2 separate regions of the Danio rerio genome follow, and region 1 is linked to region 2. A link is a contact called in public HiChIP or PLAC-seq data. All regions are on one chromosome and are shown on one strand. Each heading gives the region's core, a stretch centred on a gene start, on an enhancer-like site or on the middle of the called end of the contact. The rest is flanking DNA. Distances are from core to core; before and after follow the strand shown.

The links. HiChIP or PLAC-seq counts read pairs in DNA pulled down with a chosen protein or histone mark.
Region 1: an H3K4me3 HiChIP or PLAC-seq map of embryo shows a contact between it and region 2, with 4 times the contacts expected there. The contact joins the promoter of pcgf5a here to the promoter of LOC563567 in region 2. A contact is called at or near these places in 2 of 4 datasets of contacts at active chromatin or transcription factors (embryo and gastrula embryo).

What each region holds. Positions count from the first base shown.
Region 1 is chr17:24,761,437-24,766,856 of GRCz12tu, forward strand. It overlaps pcgf5a (polycomb group ring finger 5a), which reads right to left and starts at 3,778. Exons shown (of 9, transcript NM_001128712.1): 1 at 3,714-3,778; 2 at 1,280-1,531. The coding sequence starts at 1,391.
Region 2 is chr17:24,576,870-24,581,992 of GRCz12tu, forward strand. LOC563567 (D(1)-like dopamine receptor) reads left to right here and starts at 1,343. Exons shown (of 1, transcript XM_021474369.3): 1 at 1,343-4,376. The coding sequence starts at 1,481. The coding sequence ends at 2,824.

The DNA of each region.
Region 1 (5,420 bases), core at 2,528-5,027, 190 kb after region 2:
CTACACTGGCTCCCAGTTACATTCAGAATAGATTTTAAAGTATTACTACTTGTCTAAAAATCACTTAATGGCCTAGCACCTCAATACATTACAGATATGCTCACTGAATACAAATCTAACAGATCACTCAGACCTTTAGGATCATATAAACTAGAAACTTCAAGAGTTCTGTCAAAGCGGGGTGAATCAGCTATCAGCTACTGCGCTCCCGCTGCTGGAATCAGCTTCCAGAAATGATCAGATGTGCTCCAACGTTAGACACATTCATATCAAGACTAAAAACACATCTGTTTAGCTGTGCCTTTACTGAATGAGCACTGTGCTACGTCAGACAGATCAAACTAATATGTCTTTCTAATCTTTTCATTCTTTTATAACCTGTTTTTGACATAGTTTAATCTGTTTTTATCTTTTTAAATCATTTTTATTATTTGTTTTTATTTTTCTTCTACTTGTCTCTTTTGTTCCTGTTTATGTAAAGCACTTTTGAATTACCATTGTGTATGAAATGTGCTATATAAATAATTTTGCCTTGCCTTGTGTTCAACAGAAGAAAGAAACAGATTCGGAACAAGTAATGGGTGAGTAAATAATGAGAGAATCTTCAGTTTTGGGTGAATGATTCCTTTAAAGTTTATTTAAATCAACCAACAAATTATATATATATATATATATATATATATATATATATATATATATATATATATATATATATATATATATATAATTTTTTTTTTTTTTTGTAATATCAATAACAATGCTGGTTGTATTGAGTTACTCCCTAACACTACCAATTTTGAAAAGGTTGCTGTGAACTTTTAATCACCCTCCAGCCTTAGATAGACACCCAAATAGCAATTTTAAGTCAATCTTTTGACCTGTTACATTCTGCTAAATATCTGGTAAACATTACAAGACATTATAAGAGGGCCTGACCAAGAATTTGGATGTCAGTCATGTTAAATGTTACACAAATATGTTTTAACGACAGAACTAAAGACATGATGATGCTCAGACATGTATGAGCAGGTCTAAAAGACATCTACCAATAGACATCTACCAAAAGACATCTACCATCTGTCCAATACATGATAATTGCAGCCTGAAAATGTTGTAGATGTTTTATCTAATTTTTTTAAAGAAATAAGCTCAGCAAATGAAACAAATGCTTCATTCTGATGATAAGCATCTCAACACCAAAGAAAGAAACAACACTTTGGGGAAATAAAGTACCAAAATATTCTGAGAAAAGAGAGCTGGTGAGACGAGTATGACTCACAGGTGTGCAGGCATTCTGTGACAGCTGTGGGCTTGATCAAGTACCCACGGCAAATGGAGCAAGTGATGTATCTGTTGAAATCTCGGACCAGATGCTTTCGGTGGGTCGCCATCTCGACTCAAGGGTCCACAGAGGTCAGGAGATCACAAGCTGGACTCACTGCGCTGCCTGTGCCCCAGCGATTTCATTATCGCCTCCTTTTTGAGGCAGTTATAACTTCGATTTGAAGACATTATTGTTGAGAGAGTGACTCTGGTTGAAAACAAAACAAGCATACAAGGGTTTATTGTAATAACACATATTTCCAACTTTTAGTATGACTGTTCAGTTTTGTGCTGTGCTTCCACTATTACACCACACACTGTGTTTTGAAACCAGTCCAACTCAAACCAGACTTGGGAGCTGAGCTTTGTTAAGCAACTGTATCAGAGTTCAGGACTTCTTTCAGGCTCAAAACTTGTAGGAAAGTCCCTGTCAAGACAGACAGGGAAAAAGTGAAGGGTGTGTCATTTCATGAGCTCTTTTAAGTTTTTGTTGGCTTGATGATGTGAAGGTTGTGTGGCCACGGTAAAACCACCAGATACAGCCATCATATTGAGGCTCTTTTTTGAGACTATACAGAACATGAGCCTAATTTCAGTACGGTTGAGTATTAAAAAGAAGAATATTAAGCTATTTTTCTGTGGGTCAATATTTTGTTTGTTTGCATTATATTAATCACATTTAAAATATTTAAATGCTGCATCAAATGAAGCTCAAGTTTAATGCAATTTAATGGTATCTGTTTATTTTGATAAATAAGCTGAATTAGTCCTCTAACACTTTGAATGGGCTACATGGACACAGACTTTTCATTTTCAGCCAGGCAGCTCGAGGGCTTCGGGTGACCTGTCTTTGCATTACAAAATTGGCACATTTAAGATCTGATTTCTTTTAAAATCTGCGATCTTCAGTGCCTGTTAGATATATGATATGAAGTGGGTCTCAGACTGGACAAGAAGCACTGCATTATATCCCATTTCCTCCTGCCATGTCTTTAAAATATGACTATTATTTTAACCCAGTATTTTCACTGGAATTTCTGCGCTAGCCTGTTGCTTCTAACGGTGCAAGTGGTTACAATGGCTTTCCATCTCATTTTATGTTTGAACAACTAAATGAATGCTGAAGTCAATTTAACTGAATGTATTGTAATTAAATCAAAACATTGATGCTGCAAAACCTTGTGAAATTTAAAAATAGTCACATTAAGTTTTTATACCGGAAGTTTAAAACTCTGTGCATAGAACCATTGAATGAAAGCAATTTTTTTGACTGAGAAAAAACTAATTACACTTATAAATGTAATATATGCACATCTTTTGAACACATTTAGTAATCTCTTTTCTCCTTTAAGTGAAAAAAACAGCCTGCAACAAATAATTTTTTTTGTACCTGACACATGGTCAGCATCATGTATAATTATCTCAGGATGTATGTCACTGAATACACTTTTTATTATTTTTAACCTGTTTTAACACATTTTAATCTATTTTCATTATTTCTTTTTATTTTCTTACACTTCTTACATGTCTCTTTTATTCCTGTTTATTTTAAAGCACTTTGAGTAGCCATTGTGTATGGAATGTGCTGTATAAAAAAACTTGCCTTGCCTTTGTGACAACAAACCCCAATAATGTAGTATTATATGGAATCTGTACAGTAGTGAAGCTGCCTGTAGTACTCAGCTGTGAAAGTCCAGCATTTCTGCAATGCCACATATGCCTTAAAAACTAATGATTTTTATTACCAATGGCTTTCCAAACGCACTTTCAACAACGACATGAGAACATCATCTACGTAGGAACTTGGTTCTCTGAGGGTCAGACTTTTCACACATTTAAACATTCGCATGCACTGTTGAATTGTGTTTTCAGAGGAACAACATCATCGGTCAATCATTTTTGCGATGACGTACCACTCGCTCTCTGGCTTTTATGTAATACATACTTGTATAAGAGCAAAACAGCAACTCACGGGCTGATACGTGATTAATAACTAACATAAACAGACTGCGACCCTCATTTTGTAAACGCGCTATAAAGCAATGACCTGTTCCTGTTTAGCTTTTAGTGTGCACCCGAGACGCGCAGTTGTGTCACAGTCCCGTTATCTCATCAGAGCGAGCCGCGCGCACGGGCGTCAAGGACTGCGTGACGTCATCCCCATGGAAATTATAACACATGGCAAGTTGAGCTCGTCTCGCGACGCCGTTTTTACATTCCGTAATTACGCATCTCTCCGCTCCAGCATATCAGCCTGACGGAGTCGCAGCCTCTGTCGTACCACATGACACGGTTTCTCCCCTCCCCAAACTTTACACACATTCGGTGCCCCCAAACCGATAAACGCAGCGCAGATTCCCTCGCTCCGTGGCCATTGAATATAGACTCACCGTTACGAATCCCCTCGCCTCACTGCGCCGGTTCGGTAATGGAGACCGTGGAAGGGGGTAGTGAGAACCGGAGAGAGTCACATCGCTGCAGCCCGGCGGTGGATGGAGCGCGTGCAGGCAGTGCGTGGCTGGTAAACTCGCGGCCGACACGGAACTGGCAGCAGCAGCAGCACGCGCACACAGGAGCGCTCGCTCGCTCGCTCGCGCAGAGGAGGGGCGGGGGACTCACGCGCTTGTTTACGCGGAGCCGTGGATCGAGACACTTTACAACATTGTTATTATTATTAAAAGAAACTCTAAAAGTCTGTGGGACAGAACGAGATGGGAATGAAACAGTATTGAGTTTCATATATTGTAAAGGCTGACAGGCTACTTTTAACATAAACCCCCTATTAAATTCAGGTGAAATTCAGGTGAGGCTGATAGGGAATATGAATAGTTGAGATCAGGATCACATTTATTACTTGTTTGTTTATTTGCTGTTATTTATTTACTTATTTAATTTTATTTAGTTTTTTATTATTGTTGCCTACAAAACCTGATCGTTTTTTTGGCAAGGAAAACACATTAGACTCTAACAACATACTAATAGCAAGACACCATAATAAAGCTCACAATTTGTTATTATTGTAAACCACAAAACAGTTTTGAATAAATTAGTACACCCCTCACAAATTTATTTAACTTATTAGATCAGTCAGTAACAAAAACCTTATTTTATATTCAATACAATACATTCAAATAAATATGTTGGGAAAAAAATAGTAAACACATTTAATAAATAGGAAAAATCAAGAGAAACATGAATAAATACTACAAATTTTGCTGTTTGTAATTTTCTTTTTGCAATAACTCGTTTAAATTATCTTTCTAGTTCTTTATTGGTTTATTTTAGTGAATATAGCCATTTGATCAAACAATTAATAATTATATTTCAATAATTTTATTTATATATATATATATATATATATATATATATATATATATATATATATATATATATATATATATATATATATATATATATATATATATATATATTTTTTTTTTTTTTTTTTTTTTTTTTTTTTTTTTTTGAATGGACCTTTAGCATTGTTATTATTATTAAGAGAAAATCTAAAAGTCTGTGGGGCAGAAATGGATGGGATTGAGAAAGCATTACATTCAGTTTTAAGTAATGTAAAGGCTGACACGCTACTATTAACCCCCTAGGTGAGGCTGAAAGGGAATAGGCATAGTTTGGATTAGGGTCAGGGTCACATTTATTATTACTTTATTTTGTTTTATTCATGTCTTCCATTTGATTTTATTTTTGTTGTTGTTGCCTACAAAACCTGATTATTTTATGGCAAGGAAAAAAAGCACAAGGCTGTAACAACAAATACTGATAGAAAGACACTATAATAAAGCTCACAAAGCTGTTTTGAAGAACAAAAATCTTCAGTGGCAAACAATGTATACAGCGCTCAGCAAAAATGAGTTCACCCCTCGAAAATTGTATTTAACATTAATTTTTTAAAGAATGCTTTACAATAGTATATTTGTGCATATAAGTTAGATCAGACCAAAAGAGATAAGTACAAAACCTAAACTAAAATTAATCTAACAAAATCCTTTTTAAAAACTTCAAAAATTTATAGATTCAAATGATTATGTTGGGGAAAATAGTAAATACAATTTTAATAAATAGGAAAAATCAAGAGGAAC
Region 2 (5,123 bases), core at 93-2,592:
CTATCTATCTATCTATCTATCTATCGTAGAATTTAAAATGACCAATAGAGGGCGGCATTACACAAGTCTTGTTTAGTTGTTTAGATTAGTCTTTTTGTTTTACGACTATTGTGACAATAAAAACGTCTAAAAAATCATAAATATTTGTATATTTATGCACTGATAATTGCCTTACGAATGATGTATGTCTATGAATTTACTTATTTAAATTTTTAAAAGTCCAGGGAACATGTTTTTATAGAACAGGTTTGTATTGTGTTGCTGGATTTGTCCTATATTCCTCAAGGAATAAATATGACACCATAGTCTTTTATGCATTGTTATTTAAATTCCATAGGAAAGCCTCTTGTGTAAGCTTTCTTTTGTGCAAAAAAAGATGCATTTCACTTTGAACACATATTTAGTTGGTGTAGTCTCCAGGCTTTTAAGTCTATAGGTATTCATAAATTAAAATATTCTGGTATTTACATGAAGGTCAGATTGCTTTAAACGGATGATGTACACTCTTCATCTGCCCAAAAAATAATCAAACAAATCTGCCAAACAAATAGTTAAATAAATCTTCAAGCAATTCTGGAGTTTCTCAGTGCACTATTACTGGACAAAAAGTATGGCAGTATCCAGTAACTTGATTGACAGTTATAAGAGGAGTTTCTCAGTAAATAATGGGAAACAAAACCAAACCAGAAGCCTGATACAGTTTGACATATATAGCAGCGATGCACAAAACCTGTATCTTTCATACTTGTCAAATAAGGAGAAACTGTTCGACCCATGCATCACTACAAATAATTTGACTCTTTATGTCCAGTCATTGCATCAATAACATGAAAATGTTCAATGTTTGAAAATGAACATGCAAGTTTTTTATGGTAAACTAATTTTATTAAATACATGCATGCATATTTAGGCTCACATTAATTAATTGATTGATTTACTGATTGATTGATTCTGCCAAAGTATTCACAAAGTATTCCATGTGAAAATATATGATTTTATTTTTGGTAAATGCAGATCTTTTCAAATTCAACAAAAAATATTATTTATATCAGGTACATTAATTTAATAATAATAATAATAATAATAGGCCTATTGGTATTATTATTATTATTGTTGTCTTCAATTTGCTCTGTCACCTGTTAATTGTTATCATTTGTCTAAATGTTTTCTATTTATCATTTGCAGGGTGGCATTTTCTGTCCGTATTTTAGGTTAATTGGCAACTAGTCATTCGGAGAGAAGGAATGTCGGAGTTGATCACACAGAGTCAGCGGTGTGGACATAAACCAATCACAAAGCAAGAACTTCTCGAGCGAGACGCACCAGTGCGTAAATGTGGGTCATTCCACGCGCACAGCACCGAGATCAGACGCAGTTATCCCAACTTGCCAACATGGGACAGAGCTGGATAACGGACAGGTCTCTCCTAAAGACTAACTTAAACAATGTAGCTGACTGGCTTTGTTGATAATCTGTAGTAATGGATACGATATTAGAAATGGAGAACGGTACAAATCACACGCAGGACCGCGCGCACGGAGCGCAGGAGCGAGAGGATGGAGACGGGCAGAACAGCGTGCGCGCTCTGCTTGGTTTTGTGCTCTTCCTCCTGATCGTCTCCACGCTTTTAGGGAACACACTCGTGTGTGCCGCCGTGGTCAAATTTAGACACCTGCGCTCCAAAGTAACCAACTTTTTCGTCATTTCTCTGGCCGTTTCAGATCTCTTCGTGGCCGTCCTGGTGATGCCGTGGGAGGCAATTTCCGCGGTGGCTGGCACATGGCTTTTCGGCCGGTTTTGCGGCATCTGGATTGCATTTGACATCATGTGCTCCACCGCGTCCATCCTCAACCTGTGCATCATCAGCGTGGACCGCTACTGGGCCATCGCGAGCCCGTTCCGTTACGAGCGTAAAATGACCCACCGGGTGGCTTTCATGATGATTGGAGTGGCGTGGACCCTGTCCATCCTAATCTCCTTCATCCCGGTTCAGCTCAATTGGCACATGGCTGATGACGACGAGGAGGGCGCAGGGGGAAACGGCACAGACTACAGCGACAACTGCAAAGCCAACCTGAACAGGACCTATGCCATCTCGTCTTCGCTTATAAGTTTCTACATCCCCGTAATCATCATGATCGCCACGTACACGAGGATATTCCGTATTGCGCAAACGCAGATCCGCAGGATCTCCTCTTTGGAGAGAGCGGTGGAACACGCGCAAAACCACCACCAGTCCAACGACTGCTCCAACGAGAACTCTCTGAAAACCACCTTCAAGAAAGAGACCAAAGTTTTGAAAACACTCTCTATCATAATGGGAGTCTTTGTGTTTTGCTGGCTGCCGTTTTTCGTGCTCAACTGCATGGTGCCCTTCTGCCAGTGCGTCAGTGACACGACCTTCACCATCTTCGTGTGGTTCGGATGGGCCAATTCTTCCCTCAACCCTGTCATCTACGCGTTTAACGCGGACTTCAGGAAAGCGTTCTCCTCGATTTTGGGCTGCAATAAAATTTTCCCCTGCACCGCCGTGGAGACGGTGAACTTCAGTAACGAGCTGGTGTCCTATCACCACGACACGACCCTTCAGAAAGAAGCGCAACCACTGGCTGCCCAGATGGCGAACACTCGAGAGGAGCAGAGTCTCCCGTTTGACAAGGATTCGGTCACCTCGAACGTTTCTCGGAATCACAAAAACATGCTGTTACCGAACATCGGGCAGTTTGAGTGCGACGGGGAGATTTCACTGGACACGATCACACCATTCACCTCGACTGGACTCATGGAGTGCGAGGGAATCCCAGGCCAAATCATTACTGAATGACTCAGGGGGGTTAAGAGGTCATTAACCTTTCCAAAGCAAACCAAAACAAATGGTTGAATGTTTTACAAAGTACTGAACAGATTCAGTTCTTAAAAGAAAGCTTTTGAATTAACTTTTCAGCGACCAAAAAGTATCGGCAACGTTAGGTTATTAGTGAAGTACCAAAACAGTAAGTTCGCTAAAGTGGTAACCATAGAAACAGTAGCTTTATACGCCGCTCGATCGCTTGCAGTATTAAATGTTGCATATTAGCAAAACATAAATACTGCTACTGTTTTACTACTTCACAACACATTTACCTATACATTTGGACATTGGACGCAAACCCCAATAACCGTTTGTATAAACGATTTATCATAAGGACTTTTAAAATGAATTTATTCATTAGTTTATTGATGCAGGTGGATGATAAAACTATTATTGCTTAAACTGGGTCACATGTCCCGTATTGATCTCAGTGGTTCACCTGCATCCTATTTTTATCATTCTTTTAATTTAATAATATGATTAAGCACAAGTGTTTCACTCAAGTTTATGTTATTTTTCCAATGAAGGCATTTGAAATGATGTTTTTAAAGTGAGAAAATGCGATTGGCAACTTCTGCAGATTACATAGCTTTAAACCATTGCAGGAAAATCACATTATCTTTGCACCTTTCTGTCAACTGCTATATTTTAGATCTGTCAAAGTGTTCACTAAGCAAACGTAATGACTCGCTTTCTAAAGCATCCTATTGAATTTCTGTCTTCTTTACATTACCTTCCAAGCATATATGCTCAATTCACATATCTAGAAATGTAATTTCAACCATAAAAAGCAGGAGAAGCATTTGTTCTGTCAAATGTCAAAAACTCTTTCTGCATTCAAAAGTTAATGACGCACATAATTTCAGTCATTCATCCAAGAATCCTGCAATAGGTTTCAAAGTTCGCACGTCTGGATTAAGGTTATTGATTCTTAACATAAAAGTGTATAAAAAGTCCAAACATTTATTTTTCTGTGAATGTAATTTTAATCACCCAATCACCAGTTGTCTTCATGAAGTGCATTCATAATCCGAGGTCAAGTAATCTGATATTTTTACTGTTTGAAGGTAATTGTTCACAGGACAAGCAGGTCATTGAGTGATTTATGTCTCAACTCCTCCCTGTTTCTAACCTACTTCACAGTAGTGTGCATTATGCCATGAATAGACATTCTCATGGTAAAATGCAGAATATCACAAACAGGAATGTGGGCATTAAGACCGCAGCAGCTGAAATCTCATCCTCAGATCCTCTTGTGTAAAACTGACCTTGTTGTATAACATTGCATGGGTGATTAAGTTGATTTTTTTGCACAGTGGATCTGTTGAGCACAAGAAAGACGAATATGATCGTGACACATATAGGCAGCTCAGAAGTTAAACACTAAAGCAAAAGAACAACATGAATAAATGATAAAACAAATATGGATATTCATTTAGAGCTTTACCTGTCTGTTTTATGGTCAATAATGTTTTATTAATAGACATTTTCAAATTTGTATGAAAAATTAAAAACCTCAAGAAAAGCGCATTTGCTTTGTTTTTTATATTCTTTGATTCCCACATATAAAGCCTGACTTTTGCCTTACAGATTAAAAGGGTTATTTTGAGCAATTTTGCAGCAATTTGTTTTGTTTCTGTGTCAGAGTGAGAGAGTGAACTTGCACAAGGATGAAGCCATTTCGGCTGATTTGCTTTTCACAGTCATCCTGCTTTCAGTCAGAAATTCTTCAGTCTCGAAGCTCTTCAAAACAAATTGAAAACCGTGGGGGAAAAAATGTATTGATAAAAAGACGCTGCTCTGAGCATCACCTGGCTCGCAAAGTGTTTCATCTTCTCAGAACAAAGGCTTTGAGTGACACTGCAACCTCAATCCAGCCTGACCCACCAAGACCTTTCAAAAACCCCAATGGCCAGAGCATGCAGCTGTGTGTGTAGAAACATGTGTGTGCTGTAAATAAAAACAATCCAGCATATAGCTTCACACTAAATAATTAAGAGCCTACATCCAAATGTAAAACCTACAATATATTCCCTGGCAGTTGTAGGTATGAACTGCTGCATACTGAACGTTGCTGTTGCTGATTATTAAGGATGTTCCCCAGCATGCACTGTGGCGTGAATAAATTTTGCAGATACTGCTATAGGAATTTTACAGTTTTGGGCTGACTCTAAGCTTGCAAACTCTTTCTCAAAATGAGGGTGTAAAACATGTCATAATAGCTATAGATAAAGTGTTCTAACATTTCCAGAATTAATTAGTAACTTTTTAA